2 separate regions of the Sus scrofa genome follow, and region 2 is linked to region 1. Evidence: chromatin contacts called from public HiChIP or PLAC-seq data. All regions are on one chromosome and are shown on one strand. Each heading gives the region's core, a stretch centred on a gene start, on an enhancer-like site or on the middle of the called end of the contact. The rest is flanking DNA. Distances are from core to core; before and after follow the strand shown. Region 1 holds the start of DNM2 (dynamin-2). Region 2 overlaps DNM2 (dynamin-2).

Evidence for each region. HiChIP or PLAC-seq counts read pairs in DNA pulled down with a chosen protein or histone mark.
Region 2: an H3K27ac HiChIP or PLAC-seq map of alveolar macrophages shows a contact between it and region 1. The contact joins the enhancer-like site here to the promoter of DNM2 in region 1. A contact is called at or near these places in 4 of 5 promoter capture datasets (fetal liver, fetal skeletal muscle and liver), 24 of 47 Hi-C or Micro-C datasets (alveolar macrophages, blood, brain and 11 more) and 2 of 2 datasets of contacts at active chromatin or transcription factors (alveolar macrophages and skeletal muscle).

The regions. Positions count from the first base shown.
Region 1 is chr2:69,469,770-69,476,742 of Sscrofa11.1, forward strand. It overlaps DNM2 (dynamin-2), which reads left to right and starts at 4,244. Exons shown (of 20, transcript XM_021083818.1): 1 at 4,244-4,636. The coding sequence starts at 4,476. It overlaps QTRT1 (queuine tRNA-ribosyltransferase catalytic subunit 1), which reads left to right. Exons shown (of 10, transcript XM_003123209.4): 6 at 544-682; 7 at 935-1,010; 8 at 1,128-1,237; 9 at 1,325-1,412; 10 at 1,502-1,718. The coding sequence ends at 1,654.
Region 2 is chr2:69,536,361-69,543,333 of Sscrofa11.1, forward strand. It overlaps DNM2 (dynamin-2), which reads left to right. Exons shown (of 20, transcript XM_021083818.1): 8 at 1,994-2,129; 9 at 3,801-3,868; 10 at 4,476-4,614; 11 at 6,899-6,973. Among named protein-coding and RNA genes, the nearest start is that of MIR199A-2, 18 kb to the right of the region's middle. Within about 2 kb of position 4,156, at least 12 of the 83 cell types and tissues checked have an H3K27ac peak or open chromatin away from gene starts, as enhancers often do. A contact at or near this core is called in alveolar macrophages, where this site is marked.

The sequences.
Region 1 (6,973 bases), core at 2,994-5,493:
GCCACAGCAATGTGGGATCCGAGCCATGTCTGCGACCTACACCACAGCTTATGGCATTGCTGGATCCTTTAACCCACTGAGCAAGGTCAGAGATCGAACCCACAACCTCATGGTTCCTAGTCAGATTCGTTAACCACCACGCCATGGTGGGAACTCCTCTCCTGAGGTTTGAAGGAGAGGCTCTTACATGCAGCGGGCACTCAATAAGCGGTAGCTGAGGACTTCCCTTGTGATGCAGCGGGTTAGGGACCTGGTGTTGTTATTGCAGCAGCTCCAGTCGCTGCTATGGCTGTGTTCCACCCCTTGCCCCTGGAGCTTTCACAGATAAAGCTGTAGCTAAGATCACTAGCAGCTCCCACACTCTCTCTCTCTCTCTCTCTCTCTCTCTCTCTCTCTCTCGCTCGCTCACTCTTTCTTACATTTTCTGAGGGCCTGTGGAGGGGAGGGCAGGGTCTGCTCTCAGGGCAAGGCGGAAGAAGAGGAGGGGGCTGAGGTCTATCTCCTTTTGCCTGGTCACCCCTGATCTTGCCCCTCTACCCTCAGAAATGACCAAGAGGGACGTGCCAGGCTTTGCCATCGGGGGCCTGAGTGGGGGCGAGAGCAAGAGCCAGTTCTGGAGGATGGTGGCACTGAGCACCTCAAGGCTGCCCAAGGACAAGCCCCGATACCTGATGGGGGTCGGGTATGTGGAGGGGAGGGGAGACAGCCCTGCCTATGGGAAGTGGGTACCTGGTGACCCCTGCCTCTGGGGAACTGGTGGGGAGGACCCTGCCCTGCCCAGGAGGGGACCTAGGAGGACATGGCTCTCTGCTAGGGATGGTTCTGAGGGTGCCGGTCTGGGGGGCGGGGAGTGTGAGGGTTGGGTGTCGGGGTTTGGGGTGTGTGACCAGGGCTTGAGGTTCTCTGCTCCCCTCCCCCACGGCCCCACCCCTAGCTATGCCACCGATCTGGTGGTCTGCGTGGCTCTCGGATGCGACATGTTCGACTGCGTCTTCCCCACACGGACGGCGGTGAGGCCCTTGGCAGGGGAAAGGCCAGCGAGGGATTGGGGGAGCCAAGGTGGGGGTTAGGTGCGTCGGGGGACAACCTGGTTGACAGCCTTCCCCTCCCCTCTGTCCATCCCCCAGCGCTTTGGCTCCGCCCTGGTGCCCACGGGGAACCTGCAGCTGAAGAAGAAGCAGTATGAGAAAGACTTCCGCCCCATAGACCCAGAGTGTGCCTGTCCCACCTGCCAGAAGTAGGGGAGGTCGGAGGCTGGAGGCTGGGGAAGGGCAGGGAGGGGGCCGGACCTGGCTCTGCTGAGCCCTCACCTCCTGACCCCCAGGCACAGCCGGGCTTTCCTGCACACGCTGCTCCATAGTGACAACACGGCCGCCTTGCACCACCTCACTGTCCACAACATTGCCTATCAGGTGGGCCTGTGGCTGGGATGGCTGAGGCAAGGTGGGGGATGGGAGCCTCCCCTGTGCTGGTGGCTGATGCTGACACCCCTGCCCTGCAGCTGCGGCTAATGAGTGCTGTACGCACCAGCATCGTAGAGAAGCGCTTCCCTGACTTCGTGCGGGACTTCATGCGGACCATGTATGGGGACCCCACCCTCTGTCCCACCTGGGCCACTGAAGCCCTGGCCTCTGTGGGAATCACCCTGAGTTGACCCCACTTGGGAGAAGGAGGGAGGGGATGGAAGATATTGAAGTATGTGGTGCTTTTTATTATAACAGAGTGTGTCTGTGTCTTCTTGGGGAGGTGGCCTGTCTTGGTCCCCTTCCTTATCTGAGTGTCACTGGGGCCCATGTACCCCCATCCCGCCATTGATGATAATAACAAGTATCCATAGCAGCAGCTGGTATCCAGAAGTCCTGTATGTAGGAAAGTGCAGCATGAGGGAGTTTCCCAGGTCAGGGATGGAACTTGTGCCACAGCAGTCATCAGAGCCACTGGAGTTACAGTGCTGGATCCTCAACCCTCTGAGCTACCAGGGAACTCCTATTCTCTTCCTTTTTATAGGTGAGGAAACAGGTCCAGAGAGGGGGAAGTCCAGAAAGGGAGAAGGCTCTTTGCCTTGACTCTTCAGACCTGTGGCTTCATCTCATTGTCAGTAAACACAGCAGTGATAGTAAGTGTGATCTAGCAGGCACTTAGACTGAGCCTGGCACTGTTCTCGGTGGTTGTCAAGTGTATTTAATTCATTTTACAGATGAGGAAACTGAGGTTCAGAAAAATTGAGTCACTTGGTCATTACTACCCAGCAAATAAATAGACCTAGGATCTAGTCCAGATATGGCCAGTTACAGAGCTCTTAGAAGGTAAGGTTATTTATTTATTTATTGCAATTTTTTTTTTTTTTTTTTTTTTTTTTTTTTTTGGCTGTACCCACAGCATGCGGAATTTCCTGGGCCAGAGATCTAACTCAAGTTGCAGCAGTAACCCAAGCCACAGCAGTGACAATACTGAGTCCGTAACAACTAGGCCATCAGGGAACTTCTGAAGATAAGGTTTAAGTAAAAAAAAGTAGCACATTTATAGCATCTACAATTTAAATATCATAAAGAATTCAACTACATTTATCAGTTTGTGTATTCTTCCAGAAATTTTCCACCTGTACATTATTTTCGTGAATGTTGCCATCCTTTACATGCAGTTCTGTACCTTGCTTTTCTTCCTTTTCTCAGTGTAGCTCAAATTGTTTATATGTCACTACATGAAAACTTCCTCAATCCTTTTTTTATAGCTGCTACATAGTATTTATTTCATGAGCTCCATGGATGGGCAGTTAGGATGTTTCCAGGTTTCTGCCATCATAGTCAAGGCTGCAGTGCCAATCATTTTGGGCCATCTTTTTGCCTGTCTCTGAGACCTGGGTCTTGGGTCAGGGAGCAGGCCTGTAACTTTGGCCACTCTGCCATCCTCTTACTCATTTTTTCTTCTTTCCCCTGTTACTGCCCTGCCCCCTCAGCCCACTTCCCCACCTCCTTTGCTCCTGGCTCCTTATTGGGCTGCCTCTGGCCTATCTTTGTCCAGAGGAATCAGATCACTTCTGTTAAAGTCAGTCCATCTATTCCCGGCTTCCTTTTTTTTTTGGCTGCACCGTCAGCACATGGAAATTCTCGGGCCAGGGATCGAATCCCAGCGACAGCGTCATAGTTGCCACAGCGTCAGAATTTAAACCCACTGCGCCGGCTGAGGGACCGAACCCTCGCTGCCACAGAGACAAAGCCAGATCCTTAACCCGCTGTATCACAGCCGGAACTCCCCCGCCTCTTCCAAGTGGTCAAGAGTCCCAGTTCCCAGAATCCCCAGCGTTGCCTGCAAAATAATAGGGGAGAACTTTCTGGGGAGAAGTTCCGTTGAGTTTCATTGAGTACTCAAAAAGATCCAAGATGTGCTAAAGTTGAAGAATCAGAGGAACGACGTTGGAGCGTCAGCTGCATCAACACAGGCGTCATCAGACGGTATTCCTACGGGAGGACACAGCATTCGCCAGGGTCTGGAGGCGTGGGAGCTAGCGAGGCCGAGCTAGCCTGCTTCTCCCTAGGAACCACTAATCGCCTGATTCTCACCTTCAAAGTGCACTGGGTCCCCGCGCAAGGAGCTGATTTGTGAGCTCACGGCCAAGACGCATTCTGGGACTTGTAGTTTTTTTTAAGAGCCGAGGAACTCAGGCGTGACCATCACCACTGGGTCCACAAGGTGGCGCACGTTGGCGAGTACTTTGGGTCTACTCTTTGCTTCAGAAGACTAGCCGACCTACGACAATCACAAGTAAGCGCTTGTGATTCTTTGATGGACAGATACATCGTCCAATTAGCGTCAAGATTCGAGGTTAAATCCCACCCTCTTGATTTGTTGGCTGACGGAACGGAGTGATATTTATATAAACCAATGGGAAATTTTTAGGGAACTAGGTAGAGTCGAGTGACAGATCTGTGTTTAAGAATCGATCCTTAATATCACTGGCCAATTTTGTTGACTGGCCGGTCTCCCTGCCAATAAAACTGGCGGATGGGCCTGCCATCCGGGAACTCCCCCAATGGGCGGGGCTAACATGCCTTTTTCCGAAACACCGCCTCCCGGCCTGAACAACTCGCTTCACGCTGCTATTGGCTGTTCTACAATAGCGACAGTTCTCGCGTCCAATGAGACTGAGAGAAAGTCCCCGGGGGGGAAGGTTCATTCAGCTGTAGGTCCGTGCCTCCCTTTCACTGGCTTGGGTGCACGAGCGACAGCGCGGCTGACCAACCGGGGGTGGGGCGAGGGCTTTGGGCGCAGCCCCAGGGCCCCGGGCGGGAGGTCGCTTGGGTCGGGTGTCGCCTGAGAACCGGATGAGGCGGCGACCGTGAGGCCGAGCCGGGAGCGGGCGTCGCGCCGAGGCCCGGGCGGACGGGGAGCAACGGCCGTGGACGCCGCGGGGCCGCGTCGTTGAAGGCAGGGGCGGGTGGGGAGCGCGGGGCGCTCGGGCCGGGGCCACCGGCGCCATGGGCAACCGCGGGATGGAAGAACTGATCCCGCTGGTCAACAAGCTGCAGGATGCCTTCAGCTCCATCGGCCAGAGCTGCCACCTGGACCTGCCGCAGATTGCCGTGGTGGGCGGCCAGAGCGCCGGCAAGAGCTCAGTGCTCGAGAACTTCGTGGGCCGGTGAGCGAGCGTGGCGGCGACGGCGGGCGGGCGGCGGCCTAGGGCGCGGAGGGCGGACCGGGAATGGCGCGCCCTGCGCCGCCGGCGTAACTGCGGCGCTTGCGTGCCCGCGACGGGGACGGGGACAGGGAGGCGGGCCCTGTGGGACGCCCTGGGCGGAGGGCTCCTTGCAGGAGGTGGGGAGCCGGCCCAGGCTAAAGGGGTATCTCATGGGCGAGGGCCAGAAGGTGCGGTGGATTTCTGCCGATTCTCTGGTCCTCAGCTATAGTGGGTGAATTCTACCATATGGTTGCCTGTGTGTCAGGGGCAGGTTCCCCTTCCCTGTCTGTCCGAAACCTGTCACTTAGATATCCATTGGGCCGACCCCTGCGGTCTGACTGGCTGTTCATTTATCTGGAGCAGTTCCTGCCGTCTCGTTGGCTGTCTCTCTGTCCTGGATAGGCTTCTGCCACCACCACCATTTGGCTGTCCATCTGTCCAGTACCGCAGAGCAGCCCCCTGCTGCCTGGCCAGCTATCTAGGATGACCTGTCCTGTCCGGCTGCCCATCCGTGCACTTCACAGACTTTAACACTTATCTCTTCCTCTCTTGGGTTACCTCCAGCTGGCCTCTGCTGTCTGACTGGCTGGCTGACCCTTGGGGACCCTGTTGCCTGGCTCTCCTGGGCTGACTCTAAAGCTTAGTGCCTGGTGAACGCTGGCTCCTCTTTTCCAAGTGGAACCTTTGTCTGTCTGTCCTACTATCTGACCTTCTCCTAATCTGCCTGTTTGTGCCATAGCGGACTGACTGTCTGACCCCACCACTGTGGCAGGGGGTGGTGGAGGATGCAGAGAGAAAGGGAGCTGAAGGGTGAGACTGGAACTCCTCTCAATTGGAAGTAGAACCCTCGGGGGAATCTTTCTCCAGGACTCTTTCCTGGTCCATGTCAGGGTACCTCCATGGCCCTAGAACATAGGGGCCAGCCCCCCAAGCTAAAGCCTGCAAATGTGGGGGGCCCTTCCTGGATCCTGGGAAGGAACTTCTTACCTGATCAGGCAAGATCTGGAATACAGCCTTTTTTGGATAGTTCTGAGAAGTCTCAGTTTGGCTCTCTGTCCTGTGGACATATTCCATTCTGTGGGCTGTTTCCTAGGATTCAGGAAGCTAATGGATGTAATTAGGTTCTTCTCTCTCCCTTCCCCCACTTCTTGCCCTTCTGCCTCCCAGATGGGTGGCCACTTCTCTATTTGTCTAGGAAGGACTCCATTTGTGACTGGGGCTGCCAAATGATAATATCATAGTCATTATTATCGTGATTATTGTTGTTATCAGTGTTAAGAGGTAACGTTCATCCTACAGGCCCCAAGCCAAGTTCTTTCTTGTTCCACTCAGAAGACAGCCTGTTTACCCAAGACCACCAGGCAGGAGGAGCTCAGTGGAGCCCAGCTTTGCTCCTGCCTTCCCAGAGGCCTGGGGGTTTTGCTCCCAGCAGCGTGAATTTCCTCCTTTGCTGCTTTGTCTCTGGCGAACTGCCTTCTGTCTACTGTGGCGGAAAGGCGTGGACTTGGGATCAACCAGGCCTGGGCTGAGCCTTGGGCTGGGCTATGGGCCCCCTGCTTGGCCATCTTCCTGCCTGGCCTGCCCAGGCTTCCAGTGGGCATCCGCAAAGCTCTGTCCATTTCATTTGCCTTGTGATCTTGCACAGATTGTTTTACCTCTCTGAGCCTCAGCTGCCCCTCCTAAAAATGGGGTGATGGACCCTCAACAAGACAGTTGCGAGGATGCAGTTACATGATGTGTTGAAAGTGCTTACTTAGCATGGTGCCTGGCACACAGTAGGTCTGTATGAATGGAGTTATTATTCACCAGGCTGATTCCTTTCATATTGACAACAAAAGCTAGTTAGAATTAAAGTGCTCTAGGAGCTCCCACTCTGACGCAGTGGAATTGGTGGCATCTTAGGAGCAATGGGACAAGGGTTCAATCCCCCACCTGGCACAGTGTGTTAAAGGCTCTGGCATAGCTGCAGCTGCAGCTTAGGTCTCCACTGCAGCTCGGATCTAATCCCTGGCCTGGGAGCTCCATATGCTGCGGGGCAGCCAAAATGAAAAAAAAAAAAAAAGAAAGTGCTCTAAAGTTAGACACTGGGGAGTTCCTGTTGTGGCGCAGCGGAAACGAATCCGACTAGTAACCATGAGATTGTGGGTTTGATCCCTGGCCTCACTCACTGGGTTAAGGATCTGGTGCGTTGCCATGAGCTGTGGTGTAGGTCACAGACACGACTCGGATCCTGTGTTGCTGTGGCTGTGGTGTAGGCCAGCAGCTGTAACTCTGACTCCACTCATAGCCTGGAAACCT
Region 2 (6,973 bases), core at 2,906-5,405, 67 kb after region 1:
GACCTGAAGAGGTGAGGAAGGAGGCCATGCTGAGTCTTGGAGGTGGGGGCTTGGCAAGTGCAAAGGCCCTGAGGCAGGATTGTGTCCAGCATGTTGGAGAAGGCCCATGTGCCTGGAGCAGAGTGAGTGAGGGTGGGAGGAAGTGAGGGCAGGGAGGGAACAGGGTAGAGGCTGCAGGGCCTTGTGGACCATGAGGAGGACTTTGGTTTTTGCCCTAAGTGAGATGGGAACCATGGAAGGGTTGCAAACACTGGTAGGAGACGCCTGACTCAGGTGTTCACAGACGCCCTCTGGCAGCTGCAGCAACACAGACATGTGGGGGAGGGAGCTGAGCCACGTGTCAGCTGCTTCTGCTTGCTTTCTTGGAATCCTCACCCTGACTCCTAAGAAGCTGCTCCCTGCAGCCACCCAGCTGTGGGGTGGAGCAGTGGGTGTGCCCCATGATCCCAGGTTCTCACCTTCCCTGGCAGCTCAGATGGCAGGTGGTGTCAGAGGGATGCCGTTGTCTTTGGCCATCACAGCCCTGACATCCCCCCACCCTCTCTGCCATGTGGCAATGCACAGTGCTAGGATCCAGGGTGAGAATGCCTTTCCCATCAGACAACTTCAGCCATGTTCTACACAGCTGTCAGCGGAGCCAGCGCTAGCCCCTTGCTAGCCTGTGCTGCAGAGGCCATGGCCTGGGGCTAAACCTGGGCCTGCTGGGCGACCTCAGGCAGGTGACCACACCCCTCTGAGCCTTGCTTTCCTCACCCCTCGCATGATGGCAGCTGCTCTGATATCATGCGGCCATTAGGGACCCTTGTGAAAATGCAGCCCTTGGCAGGAGATACCCTCCATGAGCAGTGCCACCTGCCAGGGCTTACCACCTTGTGTCATCTTTCACCAGTGCCCCATCGCCCTGCCCGGGTGGTTTTGACATCACACAGTGGTAGTGCCCTGCTCTCATTGGCAGCTCCTCAGTGAGGGCTGGTATTCCTTTTTTAGCGTCTTAGCTGTGGTCCCAGATCCTCCTTCAGGCTGCAGGCCACACAGGCCAGTGGCCAGTGGGGCCCCTTGATTCTTCCTCCTCCCTCAACGGGTGACCCTTTGAACATCTTGTTACATGACCTCTTCTTTGACCTTTATTATAAAAATGACTGCTCTGGAGTTCTCTGGTGTGGCATGGGGGGGGCGTGGGTGGGGGGGGTAAGGATCTGGCCTTGTCCAGCAGCGGCTTGTGTTGCTGCTATGGCACGGGTTCAGTCCCTGATCCAGGAACTGCCACATGCTGAGGTCACAGCCAAAAAATAATAATAATAAAAGTGACTGCCTTCATGGGTACAAAGGGTTGGCTGTGAAAACTTCCCCCCTTTGCTCTGCACTCGGGTGCCCATCTTCAGGCTCTTGTCTTACAAGAGAATGACAGCAGTGGCTTCAGACTCTACCCCAGTTCTATCTTGCAACATCCATATGCTGAAAATGTGGCTGTAAAAAGAAAAATTTTTTTGGTCTTGTCTTTTTTTTTTTAAGGGCCACATCTGCGGCATATGGAAGTTTCCAGGCTAGGGGTTGAATCAGAACTACAGCCCACACCACAGCCACAGCAACTTGGGATCCGAGCCTCGTCTGCAACCTACACCATAGCTCATAGCAGCACAGGATCCTTAACCCACTGAACGAGTCCCCAGGGATCGAACCCAAGTCCTCATGGATACTAGTTGCATTCATTACCGCTGAACTCTGAAAAAAAGTTTTTTTAATGAAAAAAGGAAACTAGAAAGTTCCTATATGGCGCAGCAGGTTAAGGATCTGGCATTGCAGCTGTGATGGCACAGGCTGCAACTGTGGCATGGGTTCAATTCCTGGCCAGGGAACTTCCACATGCCAAGATTGTGGCAAGAAGAAAGGAAGGGAGGGAGGGAAAAGAAAAAGAGGAAAATAAGTTGTGGCTTGACTCTGGACATCATTCCGGAGCTCCACCTTGATGTTTGGGTTTTCCTTTTCCTCATAGGATGGTCCAGCAATTTGGGGTGGACTTTGAGAAGAGGATCGAGGGTTCTGGAGACCAAGTGGACACGCTAGAGCTCTCCGGGGGCGCCCGAATCAATCGCATCTTCCATGAGCGGTTTCCCTTTGAGCTGGTGAAGGTAGTGCTGCCAGGGCCCAGCCCGCTCATCTCTGGTCAGGCACCTTCCTGCTAGGGCCTTGAGCCTGGCTTCCTCGCAGGTCTCAAGTTCCTGCCTCCAGGCCTGAGCCTGCTGAGGGCAGAGGGCAGCCTGGGGAAGGTATCCATCCCATCCGCCCAGGCCTCCTTACCTGAGCCAGCAGGTTAGAGATTCCCAGCAGAGCTATATGCAAAGTTCTTCTTTCCCTCTAACAGAAACCAGTACATCTTCTTTGCAAAATACATAGAAAATGTCCCCTGCATATAGTTGAAGGGGAAAAAGCAGATTATGGGGCCAGCATGTGCAACAGAATATACAGATATTTATAACATCCTTTGTATGAAGTCGTACGCATGTGTCTAGATGACAGAGCTGCAGGGATATTCACAACAATGTCAGCTCTGGGGGCTGGGATGGGAGAATTTTTTAAACTGCCAGAAGTTTTACACTTTTTCCATTGACCAGATAACACTTTTGTAAAAATCAGTAAAGTTCTTTTCAATAGGAGAAAAAAAGCTAAAAGGAGAAAAACCTCCGTAATCCTAGTAGCCACAGGCAGTGCCTCTTAGCAGCACCTGAATGTGTCCTTTGAGAATTATTTCTGTGCAAATGCAGGCAAAAAACCTCCCTGTATCCACAAACATAGCACATAAAGTCATCCATATTAATGTGTGCATATATATTTTTTAAAAAACAAATTATGTGTCTTTGGACACTTTTTTTCTTTGATTTGTAGTATATGCATTTCATGTGTTGTCAGTGGCAAAACACTGTCTTATTTTATGGATATCCCATTGTGCATTTAACCAGTCTTCCATTGTTGGGCATTTAGGTTGTTTGAACATTTTAGCGTTTATGGATGGTTTTAGCTACAGGAATGTAGCTAATTCTTGATTAATTCCTCAAGATAAATTTTAGATCACTTAAAACTACCAGGTGACAGTTCAGGTATGTTTTTTATTTTTTTATTTTTTATTTATTTATTTATTTTATTTTCCCACTGTACAGCAAGGGGGTCAGGTTATCCTTACATGTATACATTACAATTACATTTTTCCCCCAGCCTTTCTTCTGTTGCAACATGTTTTTTATTTTTTATTTATTTTTTATTTTATTTTATTTTTTTTGTCTTTTTGCCATTTCTTGGGCCGCTCCCTCGGCATATGGAGGTTCCCAGGCTAGGGGTCTAATCGGAGCTGTAGCTGCCAGCCTACACCAGAGCCACAGCAACATGGGATCCGAGCCGTGTCTGCAACCTACACCACAGCTCACGGCAACGCCGGATCGTTAACCCACTGAGCAAGGGCAGGGACTGAACCCACAACCTCATGGTTCCTAGTCAGATTCGTTAACCACTGCACCACGACAGGAACTCACAGGTATGTTTTTTAGATGTTCTCGATTTATATTGCTGAGTAGTAGCCCAGAAGAAAGTTGATATGAATTGATTTTCCTTCCAAGAGAGCAAGAGTGTTTGTTTCAGAACATCTTTGTTGAAACTGAGTTTTAATATTTTTAAAAATTTTTGACCAGTTAAATATTCTGCCAGGTGAATGCAAACAGGACACAGGAGATCACACTCCCCCCACTAGAGACCTATTGTCGGGGGTGCCTAGGTAGCTCCTTGCATGTGTTTGGTTTGTCTGTTCTCAGATGGAGTTTGATGAGAAGGACTTAAGACGGGAGATCAGCTATGCCATTAAGAACATCCATGGAGTCAGGCAAGTTCCATTCATGAGTCACCATGTTCCCATCATTTCCATGGTGCCACCCTGCAGCCAGTCAGTGCCCCCCCAAACCTCTGGGTGCCCCGATTGATTGTGAGACCTGGAAAGGGCTCCAGAGTGATTTGCAGTAGCTGTCAGTCTCTCCCTCTGGTCTCCAAGTTCACTCAAGTGTGTATGTGAGTAGTTCTGTGTGGATCTCTTGTATCCCCTTGGGCTGTCCACTGCTCTTGGGTTAAACATTGGTTAAACCTCCCAGTCACTGTGGTCAGGAAGTAAGAAAACTCACTGCAGATTTGCCCTGGGGGGCGGGGAATGGAAGGGAGCTGAGTCACTATTACAGGAACCCACCGGTGCCCCATGAGCCTCCTGGGTCCCCACCCTGTTCCGGCAAAAATCATGGCTCCCGGCCTCCAGTCTCTTGTTGCCAAGGGGTCCTCAGATCACCCCGGGGGGTTCCAGGTAGTGGATGCAAGCGTCTGACCCCCCCAGACTTGCTGTGACCTTGGCTTTCTCGGGAACCGGCCTGTGCCTGTGAAATTGCTGACCGTGCTTTGTTTCTCTCTGACTTATCTCCCCTGCCCCCGGGTACGGATGGTTTTAGGACCGGGCTCTTCACCCCGGACTTGGCATTCGAGGCCATTGTGAAAAAGCAGGTCGTCAAGCTGAAAGAGCCCTGTCTGAAATGTGTCGACCTGGTTATCCAGGAGCTAATCAATACAGTTAGGCAGTGTACCAGTAAGGTATTGGACCCTCGGCAGGGTGACTCCTGGCCTTGTGGAAACGGGGCTACGGGGGTTTGGTATCAGGCTCCCAGTGCTGCTTGGCCTTTGCCCTGCTGGTCCCCTCACCTCTCCTTCCCAGATTGCCTCGGTGTCCAAGAACGTGGCCTCTTCCCAGAGGCTGGGGCGGGCGCGTTTCGGCCTGGGTGCAACCGGGGGTGCCAGACCTCCAGATTCCAGACTGGTGGGCAGGGCGCCCTGGGACCTTGATACCAAGCTTAGCATGTATTGGATGGGGGTTTCGTCGCGCTGTCGCTTTGCTGTCTTCTGGGTAGCAGAGAGGGACCTTGTGTCACCTCCTGGAGGCCAAGCTCCCTACACCTCCCTGCCCATCACCCCTTCTTGACAAAGGTGTGGTGCTTTAAGCACTCCCCAGTCAGCCACTTCTCTGTCCCCGAGGCGCCGAGAAAGCCCGAATGCCAACAGCATAATGAGTGCTCTGTCTGGCTTGGCCCCTAATGGCCTCTGCCAGCTCCCCAGCACCGCCCCAGGGGCAGGGTTGTCCCCCTAGGCAGCCCGTCCTCTGATTCCCCTAGGTCACAGTCACCTGTGTGCCAGTGTTCACAGGCCACTGCCTCCACATGGCAGGACATACCAGCTTCCCCGCGGGCCTGGCTCCCAGGGCAGCACGCTTTGGCCGAGCAGCTGAAGTGCTTCCCAGCGGGCGGTCTATGCTTGCACATCCACCATGGCCGTAGAGCTCTGGGTCAGCCTTCCAAGGCCAGAATTTCTGCTTTGATCCTTCTGTACTCAGTCTGGAAAAGCCCACATTTGCTTCTTAAGCTTCTTCGATTGGAAGAGGGAGGGGAAAGAAACCCAGATGGTTTGGACATTATCGTCACATATAAGAAAATTCAAGGCCTCCCTATATCCATACCTGTTCGGTATGCCCACTCTGACCCATGGCACTTGTGTAATTAAAGCCCAGACCATGCCCACCCCTCAGACCCAGGACGCCTCTTGATCCAAAGCAGCTTCCGGGGCAAATGCGGGCACAGGCTCCTCCGTGCATGTCACTAACCAGCTGACTCTCGTTTCTTCTCTCTCTGTCTCCTGTCCCGCGTGTGTGGCCTGCACTGCCCCTGGGTGTCTCTCTGCCTCATCCCGCCCTCCGCATGACCCAGGACGGGGCTCTTCACCCCCGACATGGCCTTTGAAGCCATTGTGAAAAAACAGATTGTAAAACTCAAAGAGCCAAGTTTGAAGTGTGTTGATCTCGTGGTTTCAGAACTGGCCACGGTCATTAAAAAGTGTGCCGAGAAGGTAACCAAAGATTTCATTATTATCACCTGTGTACTCATCCCCCACCTTCTTCTTCCCATTGTTAGTCTTAACCCCGAGCATCTGGGAAACTCTGCCTCGGCAGGAACCCCCTTCCGTGGGCCAGTGGTACTTGGTGACCTCAGCTTTGCCTCGGCAGTAATGGTGTGGAGGGCATGTCCCATGGCGCATGGGTTCCACTTTTGCAGGTTGGGCCTCGGATGGAGGTAGAAAGCCTTTGTGGCCAGATGCATTTACTAAGCAAGCAACAGGGGTGAGGGCCCGTGCCCATCCCTGGAAAAGTGGGTTTCCAAACTGTCACCAGTGTGGTGAAACACGTTGCCAGCACGAAGACCTGTGTGTTCTTTTTTTTTTAGACCTGTGTGTTCTTACATCATGGGGCCTTTAAGAGGTTTTCCCACAGGTGATTTTGACCATTGGCTCAATTTTCCCTGATTCGTGGCCTCTCCCCAAACCGTGGAAGGTGGGCTTCTGTGTGTTGGGTTTGGTTACCACTGCACAGGCTGGGAGCCCCCAGGGTGTCTGGAGGAATGAAGCCCAAAGTGAGGTGATGGGGAATTTTCTTCAAGGGGGTCCCTCTGAGGTAGATGGCCCAGATGCTGCCTCCATCCTAGAAGGGGCCCTGCGCCCTCCCCGCCCTGGTAGCCCAGCGGCTTTCATTAAACTGTCCTGGCTCTCACCCAGCTGCTGCGTAGGAGGGGGGTAGCCATCACCCGCTGTCTCTGCCGTTTTCCACCTCGAATTGCATTCTCGAAAAGCACTTCTGCTTGTGCGTGGGCACCCTCTCCATCTCTCCAGCCCGCCGTCCCCCCACCTTCCCCTCCTGGTCTCCCAGCCAGAGCGCCTGTGAGACAGGAGCCAGGTGGGGACTCGGTGGGCCCACCCCCTGTCACCCCACCCCTATGTTTTTCCCTTTGGCTCATGTTGCCTCCCAGCCAATGCCGCCACTCTGATTTCCCCCCAGCTCAGCTCCTACCCCCGGCTGCGAGAGGAGACGGAACGAATCGTCACCACTTACATCCGGGAACGGGAGGGGAGA